2 separate regions of the Gossypium hirsutum genome follow, and region 2 is linked to region 1. A link is a contact called in public Hi-C data. All regions are on one chromosome and are shown on one strand. Each heading gives the region's core, a stretch centred on a gene start, on an enhancer-like site or on the middle of the called end of the contact. The rest is flanking DNA. Distances are from core to core; before and after follow the strand shown. Region 1 holds the start of LOC107948139 (protein trichome birefringence). Region 2 holds the start of LOC107948478 (thioredoxin-like 3-1, chloroplastic).

Region 1 (6,004 bases), core at 1,070-3,569:
AAAACAACATAAAAAAATCTCTCACTTTACCTGAAATGCGATGCAGAATAACCCCTAAAGAACACCATAGTCTTCATAGGATTTACACTAGCATCAACCCATCTAGCCCAGGTTGTCAGAGCTTTCCGAAAGGCCTCGAGAACATTCAATTCATTATAAACATGGCTACCTTCCTGGTAATAATCTTTCCTGTAGTTTGCCATTGTTTAATATGAAAAATAATGGTTAAACTCCATAGATCACCCATAACAGCCTTATATGGTAAACAGTTACATGGAAATAAAATCAACCAACCCTTTGGAAGTTTTCTCATGAGTCCACCAATGACCTGTATTGAAGATAAGGATATCTGCCGATTTATATTGATCTGATGATTTTCCAACAAGATCAAGCCGCAATGTCTCCTTCTTTGCTCCAGTTTTGTCTGGCATTTCCCATTCTCGGACCAAGAACGGAGATACGAAGAACTCTATAGTGAAATTAAAATCCTGTTCATCATCATCCAAGCCAACCCCAAAAAGGGAAACAAATAAGTTTCATTAAATTTCAAGTACATTACCTAATGTACCAAAGATAAGCAAATGAAAAACCTACTTTGAATATGAAAGAATACGAAGCTTCCCCTCGAAAATAATGTCTTCCATGTGCTTCATAAACATTTTCGGGGTTATTTGCAGCATTTCTCAGAATGCAAACTAGAGATTCCCACATATTCCTATTTAAAGAATCCCCGACAAAAACAAGCCTCTTACCCCTCAATAACTCCAACATGTGACCACCATTCAATCTTCAAGGGAAAAAAAAAAGAAAGGATCAGTTTCATGTAATTAATCTTATTTTAATAATAAAAGAAAACAAAATTCAACAGTTTTTATTGCAATCTGTAAATGAAAATGCAATCAACAGTTTAGATTACTAACAGAATCAAATAAAATCCCTAGATGACTAATTCAAAGATCAAACATGACCAAATTCCATTAAAGAAAAACCAACTCAATATCAAACCGATCAAACACGCTTAAAAGTATTTCTTGGATGATAAGACACTAAAAACAACATTAAAAGAATCAAATACCTTGGTAAAGTGCAGCCTTTAGGCTTCCATTTCAGTTTCTGATAATCTCTATCAGGCCTTCCATTGGCAACGCAACTAAACTGCTCATCAATGAACGAACAGGACCCAGGTTTATAAAGTGGATATGAATCATCCTTCACCCATTTTCCATCGAATAAATCGCAGTTCATCAAAGAGTCGATTAAATTATCAATTTCCTGTTTAGCTGTCAACCCTGAATCACTTCCATTGCTTGGTTTGTTTGTTAGGGAAGCTGAGTAGTTCGACACCACACCCTTTTGCCCTACGATTTTCTCTCCCTTCCCAGAACTTAACTTGTTGGAAGATTCAGATTTAGCTGGAGAATTGGTGCTCCGGTTAGCTGCCTCCAGGATTTTCTCTGTGACCGTTGTTGTCTGATTAGATTTCAGAACTTGAGCTTTATCAGAATTCTCTTTCTTTCCAGTCTGGTTATTTGTACTTGGAGGATTTTGATTCAAGTTAGGAGGAGGAGAAACTGTGGTCTGATTTGCATGCAAAACTGAACTTTTGGTGTTGTTTAAACCACTGTAGGGAGACCTAAAAGTTGTATTTTCGGAGCTGGGGCGTTGTTTATTTATGTTGAAAGATTGGGTTTTGTTGGTTTTTTTGGCAGAAAGTAGGTCCTCACTTGGATTGTCGGCTACTTGAGTTGCAGTGTTATTAGATCTGGTGTTACTATTAGAAGAAGATGGAGATGGAGATGGAAATGGAGAAGGAGAAATGATGTTAAGAGTTCGTGAAGAAGAGGTGTTGGGAAAGAAGTAATCGAATAGGGAAAATGATTGAGATCTGTAAGAACCAGCAGATGAAGTAGCTGGAGAGGAAGTTGATGAAAAGATGTTGGTGACCCAAGGAGAAGAAGAGTTAGAAGAAGGGCTAAAGGCTAAGAAAACAGTAAAACCGACGAAGGCAAACATGAAGAAAGCCACTGTTCTCCTTGTTTTGATGATTGAAAACAGATTCTTAAACTCTGCCGTGACTGCAGTCGTAGTTCCTCCATTGATAGGCGTGTACTTTGCTATATCCGCCATGGAAGAGACCAAACTTGATCTCTTTTGAGTTTCTATCTCGCAAAACTCAGGTATGGAAGAAAAAACAGATGAGATGGGAAAGTGGAAGAGAAAAATTAGTGTTTGGGGAGAGAGAGTGGAGAAGTGGGACGATCCTTAAATGTGAATACGATTCGACACAAACAGAAACTAAATTTTAAGTTGATTTTTCAGTTCAATAGTGACAGAAATGAAATACTAGATTAATCTAATTACAAAATTAGTGCAGGTTAGCATTAACCCATTTTTCGATTCTGAGTAAATTTTTAATTTGTCGGCCATTATTTTTGTAGAATTTTTTATTTTTAATAAATAAAAAATTCCATAATCAAGTAATCATATATATATAATAAGGTATACAAGATGATTTTGTGACAAATGACGCATTTTCCTTTTTTTATACTTTTTTAGATAATCTTTAATTTTTCATTATCCACTAAATTTTTTCAGAAATTATTTTATATATTTCTTCTCAATTTATCCTTCCAAAATAATTTAATATAAAATTATATTATTTTTATTTAGCTAAATCTATAAATAAAGTACTATAAATAACGTGATAAATATATAAATAAAAATTGGACAAATGAAATATATTTAATACAAAGCAAATAAATATGAAATAAAATATATTTCTAATAAATTTATTATTTTTCAAATTACAATACTTAAAATAAAATTTGGATTAGTAATAAAAATTGGATGTCTAGATTTAAAGTATTTTAATTATTTATAATTATGCATTGTACGGGTATTAAATCAAACTACTAAAAAATTTTAATATTAAACCTAAATTATCTAAATTTATACAAAAAATTATAAAATAATTTAATATGATTGAGTTTAATTAATAATTTATTAGTATCATAAAAATATAAATTATTAATTATTAATAATATAATATTGATGTTTAATGTTTATTAATAATTTGGTTTAAACATAATATAATTAACATTTTAATATATTATTGTTTATAATATTACACGTGCATTAAATATAATATATTAATAATTTTGATGAATAATTAATAATTATTTTAATAATTTTAATTATAAACAATAATTAGATATTTTAATTATTTAAAATATACTAACATTTTAATATTTTTATTTTATTTTATTTTATTGTACAATCATAAATAATTTATTTAAAATTAACATATTTAATATATTGTCTAAAAAATATATAAATAAACTATAAATGATTTAAATAATCTAAGTTATTAATATATTCTTAATAAATTTATCTAAATAATTATCTAAACAATAAATTATCTAAGTAATTTTAAACAAATTATCATAAGTAAACTATGATTTTTTAAAAATTAAAAATAAATTAAATAAATTATATACAGAAATATATTAAAAAGTATCTAAATAATAAATTAAGTTAATATAGATGATAAAGAGATTTCTTTTCAAATTTTAAACCTAAAGATGGAGCAATTTTCAAATTTTAAACAGGAAGAAAGAAGAGTTATGGATGATCTAAAACTCTAACAAATTTCTATAAAAAGGAACGTATGAGAAAATAAAAGGATACAGATAAACCCCAAAAGAATTTCAAACAAAATACCAATCAAATTTACACCTCAATGTGAAAACCTAAACCCTAAATCCACTAATTTTTTTTCTTGATAGTATATGGCGAAGGAGATCAGTGTCGAGTAATGGCAGAGGTTCATCTTCAAGAAGATAAAGAGGGATCAATCTAAGAGTAAGATTATCCCCAAGAGATTTTATCACGGGTGAAAGAAAATTTTAATATTGAATTTATATTTATAGAAAAAAACTAATTAATAATTTAGCTATTGTCTTTTTAGTTCTTTTATTTAAACGTTTTATATAAAAATAATAAGATAGAAAATGTCATTATATTAATTCCTTCAATCCTTTATTAAAAAAGAAATTGAAGTGATCAACTTGGTCAAACAAATTACATATGTATAAATATAGATATCAAAATTCAAACTAATGGATCTTTTCATGCACATATATAATGTCTGGATTCTCTTATAGATTTATGGCTTAGTGCACACTTTAGACCTTAAAATGTATAACTTTTCTCACTTTAGTTTTTAAAGTTTTTTTATTCACTTTAGTCTTGATCGTTTTTAGACATTCCCGATCAATTTAGTTTTTTAGATGTTAAAAACTATATGCTAGGATATCTAATTAATCATATGTTATCATGTGCCATACGATGACATCATAACATTAGAAAAACTTTGAAAAATATATAAAGTATGAAAATTTTATAAAAAAAAATTACAAAATTATTTAAAAAATAGAAAGATTATAAAATTACACTATCAATATAAAAATATAAAAACTTACAAAAAAAAACTTAAAGGTCACATTTTCTAGAGCTTGAACGAGATCATTATCTCTTGAAAGGATACCGTGATAATAATTATTTTATAATTCAATTAATCAAATTTTAAAATTAGTATATATTTTTAAGTGATAAATTTGATAAGTTTTTTTTCAAATTATTCAAATAATAAAAAATAATGTTATTGCAAATAAATAATAATTTAAATAATATTTTTATTTATTCCAAATATTTTTTACTATCTCAAGACAAATTATTTATCTTTAGACTAATATCTTAAGAATTATTGGTGAATGTTTGACCATTCTAAAGAGCTTTGATACAAAATAAAAAGAGCATGAGCATGATGATGGATGAAGAAAGCTTAATCTCAAATCGAATCAAATAAACATGATGCGGGTAACACTAGTAAAGTATTAAAATTTTATGTATTTTAAAATATTAAAATTTAATGTAAAAATGTATTCAACTTTTATAAAAATTGATTGTATTAAGATATACAATTTTCTATCAAATTTTTAATATTTTAAATTGATTACCGAAGGTGTACTTAATTTTAAGATACATCAATTTTTTTTAGTTTATTTTTTAGTTTTTTAATTATTTTTTTACAATTTTTTTGATAATTTTTATAATTTTTACAATATTTTACAATTTCTAGTTTTTTATAATTTTTTGATAGTTTTTTATTATTTTTTACAATTTTTAAAAATTCTAACATATTTTTTAAATTTTCAAACAATTATATATATTTATAATTATTTAAAAATATTGTTTAGTTTTTTTTCCAAATGATAATTTTATTGTGATATTATCATATACCTCGTGGCAATTTATAATCGATTGGATATCCTAATTGTTTTTGTAACATTTAAATGATTGAATTAAAAACAGTCTAATAATATCAGGGACTGAAATGAGTAAAAAAACTTTTAAGGACCGAAGTGAAAAAAAAGTTACTTCAAGGACTAAAGCCTACATTAAACTTGGATTTATTTAATTTCGTTATATTGTACTCTTGAAAAAGAAAAAGAGAAAACACGAATCAACGGTTTTTTTTTTTTTTGACTAAAGGAATAAACGGTTATAATTTCTATTTATATTCTTTTTATGGGTTCAGTCTCCGGTGCAGGTTTCTTTCTTTTTACCATGCTCACCACACATTTTTCCTTTTCCATCTTTCAGGACTATAAAATAATGTGCTTTTTAATACAATGCAAGGACCACTCATGGCCTTTATTTTATTTTTTATTACATATAATTTATTTTTTGTTAATTTATTGCTAATTTATATTTAATCAAGTAGAGTTTAAATAATTATTTAATAAATAATATATATAATAAATTACTAGCTAAATTAAAAATTTATAGAGATTATTGGTAAATAGAGTTTTAGGCTTTTTTTTTAGTTAATTTGGGTACAAATGGATGATTGGGTAGTCAAACTCTCTAATTATAGTGTGTGTAAATGGAGTTTTACAATGGGTTATTGAGTTAAAACCTAAAACTCCAAACAAAAAAAAAT
Region 2 (6,004 bases), core at 2,251-4,750, 530 kb after region 1:
CTCCTGCGAACCTCACATTTTATAGCGGGAGTACAAGTCCAGGATAAATCCTTTAATATGACAAACACCCTTAATGAGCTCGAATCTCAATTACCAGTCCAGGCTAAATTCAGACCCTAATCGGATTACTCATCCGGGATAAATCCATAATGCACACATATTCTTCGGGAGGCTCGACCATTCAAAGGAACACCCGTCCAGGCTAGATCCTTTCAATATTTGAGATCAACGGATTACCCATCCGGGCCAAATCCTTACTGCAACACATGCAGGAGCAATCAAGGTTTATCCATCGAATTCCCTTTTTTCAACCTCAACCGAGACATTTTTCACATGTTACCATCAAATATGCATTTCTATGATATTTCATGCCAATAATAAATGATATCATCATGCATTAATAAATCATACAAATATGCATATTAGGGGTTTACTTTAAGTTATCCGAACTTATTACTTGGTATTTGTTTCAGAGTTGTGTTTCGGTTATTCCGAAACCTTTCATTTACCTCGATCGACCTCCGGAATTTGTTCCTCGGGGTCTATAACAACAAAATTATATCATTAAATACCCCACATTATACATTACAAGTCTAATTCTCACCCCCAGTCCAACTGACCGTTTTGCCCCTAATCTTTAACATTTTTACGATTTAGTCCCTAGGCTCGTATAATGAAACACATGCACTTTCTATCTTACCCAAGCCTAGCCGAACACTTTTCTCTCTTATGGAAACCCACATTTCCCATTATTTTCTCATTTCTACGACACAATTTATAGCTTTTGCCAAATGGTCCCTACAAGGGTCTTTCATGAAAATCACCTAGGAAAAGATGTTTAGCACGTATTCATCTTTCATATTCCTCCATAATCTGTCAAAATAAAAATAACTCATGCATGGGTAAATTTTTAAACATAAACCCTAGCATGAAATATGGGTAGAAATGGAGAGAGCAAGCTATCGGGATTTCAAAAATACAAAGAACATTAAAAACGGGGCTTGGGAGCACTTACTATTGAGCTTGGAAAGCTTGAATACCCTAGATATGGTGAAAAGAGAATTTCGGCAGCATGGAGAAGAAGAATGGCTGATTTTGGCTTGATTTTTCCTATTTTATTTCATTAAAAATCTAAATGACCAAAATGCCCTCATGCCCTTTCTTTAAAATTTCATCCATGCAAGCTCATTTTTGTCCAAAAATTTAGAAATTGGGAAAATTACTCTCCAAGACCTTCTACTTCATAACCCAAAGCAATTTCATACAAATTGCTTCTAGAATTCAAGTTTTGCAATTTATTCAATTTAATCCCTAATTTCCAATTGAACACCTTACTCAAAGAATTTATTCATGAAACTTTAACACATGCATATACTCATATTCTAGGCCTCATAGTAACCATAAAATAAATATTTTTATGTCAGATTTGTGGTCCCGAAACCACTATTCTGACTAGGCCCTATTTTGGGATGTTACAGTTCAACCCTTATATGACTAGAAAAATAGAGAGCGGATACTAAGGACTAGTCATCCAACACACCACAGAAATAATAACACATCATAGCGCTAGTGTCCGAAGACTAGAGTAGTATCACACCGAAGTGTTAGTAATAGGAGTACCGAAGTAATGTGCTCGAAGGCTAAACATGGTCAAATCCGCATCTCCTAAAAAAGTAACAAAAGTCCCCTATTGGCATGCCAATCGTATCCTAGTTATTTATCTAAGCTACCAAGGTCTTGTTTCAATGTTTTCATAATTTCAATAACTCAAGTATCAAATGAAATTACAGTTCAATATCAATATTTTTGGTGTAAAACACTATAATATAAATCGGTAATTTGAATCATGGAATTATGTCACTACAGACAATTTCAAACCTTTCATTTTCATCTCCATAAGGTGACATTTTCCAAAGTCCATTCATAAAGTTATTTTCATGCCAATAATCTGAATTTTAACATCATTCAACATTTTTGAACTTCACTTACTTATTTGAAACCATATTTTTACAAACATACAAATATTAAAATACGATATTATACTCAATAATTTTAACAAAATCAATTTAAACATGAGATAATTATTTTCAAGAGATTTCCATAAATCTTACCAACAACACAAAAACTCTCAAAAATAAGGAGAACTCTCTTTCACCTCAATCCACTGACATTTCTTTCCCTGTGCTAGTTTCCCTTTCTTCCTCTTCAATTTCTTACAAAAATAACAAAAAGAATCATAAATTCCATAGTAATTAAATAGTCATTAATATGGCGCAACAACAACGGCATCTTGAAATAAATATGAATTATGCGAAAATGAGATGAGAGCTTCAAAACCCATACCTTGAATAACCAATTTATAACTCCTATTAAGCTCTCTCTTTAAGATTCAAACCTTAACTTATTGGGTGATAAAGATGCTAAGGGAAATGGCTCAATCAAGGTTTTAAGATGAAGATTTTATAAAGAAATGACGAAAAATGGTGAAAGATAGGGAGAAAAATGAGTAAAAATGGTGGAGCAATGAAGAAACGTGGAGAAACTTCTCCTCCCTTAAGTGGACTAGCAAATAGAAATAATGTAAAAAAAATACTCCTTATTAGCGATACATTCAGTCATTGAATGTAACACCGCCTTACCATGGACTATCGACAATTTGGTTAAGGGTGTTAACCAAGTCCTTGTACTCTTTGTACATTTGAAATTTAGTTATGTTGATTTTAATTCAAAGAATTTGGTCTCTCTACCATTCAGATTTAAAAATGTAAATCCAATTGTTAACATCGTTAAAAATAAACTTTTAAATATAAGTCCATTAAAATATCATTTTTTGTTATATAGCTACTAAGTGAATTTTTTTATCCAAAATGTCACGATAGTGAATTTAGCAAAAGAATTTTTGCGATATTAACAAGTCGATCTAAGTTTTAAATTTTGAAAAGTAAAGAAACTAAAGTTCTAAAAATAAAAGGGATAATTTCAATATTTTACGTGAACTTTTATCCAATGTGTAATTTGATGCATAAATTTTAATTATACACATAAAACTTTGATTGTGATTCAAATGTATACATGAACTTTTATTTTAGTCTAGTTGTATATATTTAATAAATAAGTACATAATTTATTTTTATATTAGATAAATAAAACTATTTCTGTACGCACTATATAAATGTAAAATGATGTCATATCAATAATTGTATTAACAATTTTTTAAAATTGAATCAAATTAAAATTATATATATAATTATATAAATTTAAAGTTAATGTATATTACTATTAAACTCAAATTCATATGTAATTTTGAAATTAACCTAAAAATAAAAATTAAAAAAATTAAATTTCAAAAATACCATATGTAAAGCTTATTTCTATGTTTTCTTGTATGTGTTTTAATTTTAAAATTAATGTTTTTTGAATTAGGAAGTAAATTCAACAATTACAACGAAAACACCATAAAGTAAAGAAACTTGTGGGCCCACACATCCCATTCTCCATCCCTCTGTTCCCTCACCTTTCGGATAAGTTTTTTCATTTTTGTGTAATTTTCTTCTCCTCATCCTCCAAATCAAATCCAACGCCGAAACGCAAAATATCATTATCTAAAACGCAACTTCCATCTCTCACTAAAACCTACTGTACATAAAGAGAGAAGAAAAAACCCTTTCAAACCCAATCCAATTATGCTTTTCTTCAACTTTCCCACATACCCTTTTGTCTAAATGTCTTGGGAAATAAAATTAAATATCTTGAAAAATAAAAGGAAAAGATGTCAATTTTGGCAGCGAATTCTCAAATTCTGTCCCGAGAAATCTATCAAAGATACCAACAACAACAGCTTTGGAACAATGGAAGCTGTTTGTTTTCACCAAAGAATTCTAGGTATTTTGGGTCTGATTGGAAGGATAGAAAATGGAAGAATAAAATCGTGAGGAGCAGAGAGTGGAGAGTACAAGCTCTTTTGCCTGATTTGTCAAGACCCAGTGCGATTGAGATGGAACCCATCAACGACTCTGATCACCTTGATCAGATTCTGGCTCGTGCTCGACAGCTCTCTCAGCCTATTATCATTGATTGGTTCGTTTCATCTTCTCTGTAACTCTTTCCTTGTTGAACAGAGTAAAGCCTTGCCTTTCTCCATTTTAATGTTTTTTTTGGAATTGTGATTGCTGGTAGGATGGCTGCTTGGTGCCGGAAATGCATCTATTTGAAGCCAAAGTTGGAGAAATTGGCAGCTGAGTTCGATACCAAGTAAAGTTATCTTTACTCAAAAAGTGTTGATATTTAATACACTCACTTTGCTGAATTTTACACATTTACTACAAAAGCAAAATGGTTCCACACCATCTAAAATTTTTAAAAATAAATTCTTATTGGTATTGTATAATTTAACTGATTACTTTTGGAGATGGGATTATATCTGTACACCTTTAAAGATTTAACGTCTTATGGAATATATGTTAGAATCAAATTCTATTACGTGGATGTCAACAAAGTACCTCAAGCTTTAGTGAAGCGGGGAAATATCTCTGTATGTAAATGTTTTGCTTTGTGTTCTATTTTTTTCTTTTTTCTAATTCAATTATAACAAAATTATTTCACTTCTTTTTTAATTGTTCGTGTTTTTGTATGTAGAAAATGCCTACAATTCAGGTATGTTCACCGCAAAACAAAAATCTGAGTTCTTTGATATTAATAATGATTAATGAGATTTCAAAGGAAGGATCTAAAAAAGGGAAAATAATTGCAGTTATGGAAGGATGGAGAGATGAAAGAAGAAGTAATTGGAGGGCACAAAGCATGGCTTGTTACTGAAGAAGTGAGACAAATGATCAAAAAATTTGTCTGAATAATACTGGGGGTTATTTTCACTTTTTTTTGATGTAAAATTGTAAGATGATCATGAGAAACTGATGATGGTATTCTGACGACCAACCATACTTGGAACTTTTTATTTGTACAGTAAAGTTAATTCCACAAATTAAACAGTATTGATACATTGAGGTAATGTTGTAATTTGATTTGATGAAAATTATATTGGCAATTACACGGTGTCGTTGTGCAAGAACGAATGTATGGTTCAGCATTTCTTTTATCTTCTGAGCACAATTATTCTTCTCAATATACCCATGTAGTGAAGTGCATTCCTAAAGAGGCCTGCTGAGTGAAAACAGAACATAAACATCATTCCAAAATCCAAACATAATGGCATAATTATCAAAAATATCTTCTAACATTTAATTTCTTTTAGAAATCAAACAAATTTTAACAAGAAACGTGAGTTGATCGTCAATCAAACTGTATGTCAATCAATGAAATAGTCTACATGGCGTGTCACGTAAGCACGAAGTCATAGATAACCCCTATAAAAGCAAAATTAGTTAACAATTTCTTTTTTAAAATTTATTTTCATCTTTATTCTTGTCCTCTTTCTTCTCTTACTAATGTCGCTGTTATGTCTAACCATCGGGTCAGATTTTCAAATTGACTTATTTATTATGGTATTTGAGAGGCAGAGCCATAGATTTCTAATTTCTAATTCCTTTTTTCTTCTCTTTTTTCCTACTAGATCTAGTAGTATCTAAATCGAATCTCTTTTGTTTTCCAAAAAAATGTATGTGTTCGATAAATAGTGAAAGACCAAGAGAAAAAAGGAAAATATCGAACTGTGTAACTACTTTTGGTGGTGTTGTTGAAGAAGTGAAGACTTATAAAGAAAAGAAGGGTTGGTTTGATTCGGTTTAGAAAGGGAAGCTGAAGAAATGGATTACATCAATGATGAGTAAATTTCTTTTTTCTATTGTGTTCTTATGGTTTCAAAGAAGGGTTGGTTTGTTTCAGCTTCATTTTTTCTTTTTTTTTTCTTTTTTAATATTTCATTTGAGAATAAACTTGTGTTTTTCTTTAATTCTAAGTCATCTAGAAATGGGTATGTTTTGATTTGTACTATAACTAAAATGGTTAATTAAGAGAGTAATATGAAAGTTTGGGCTCTGATGAAAAT

What was found. A called contact is a pair of places that touch in the nucleus more often than the background predicts.
Region 2: a contact with region 1 is called in a Hi-C map of leaf, with 6 times the contacts expected there. The contact joins the promoter of LOC107948478 here to the promoter of LOC107948139 in region 1. A contact is called at or near these places in 11 of 34 Hi-C or Micro-C datasets (callus, hypocotyl, leaf and 1 more).

Annotation. Positions count from the first base shown.
Region 1 is chrA04:30,894,850-30,900,853 of Gossypium_hirsutum_v2.1, forward strand. LOC107948139 (protein trichome birefringence) reads right to left here and starts at 2,320. Exons shown (of 5, transcript XM_016882605.2): 1 at 1,076-2,320; 2 at 595-787; 3 at 295-488; 4 at 31-189. The coding sequence starts at 2,127.
Region 2 is chrA04:31,427,144-31,433,147 of Gossypium_hirsutum_v2.1, forward strand. It overlaps LOC107948478 (thioredoxin-like 3-1, chloroplastic), which reads left to right and starts at 3,501. Exons shown (of 5, transcript XM_016883037.2): 1 at 3,501-4,077; 2 at 4,177-4,251; 3 at 4,465-4,531; 4 at 4,636-4,653; 5 at 4,751-5,040. The coding sequence starts at 3,770. The coding sequence ends at 4,849.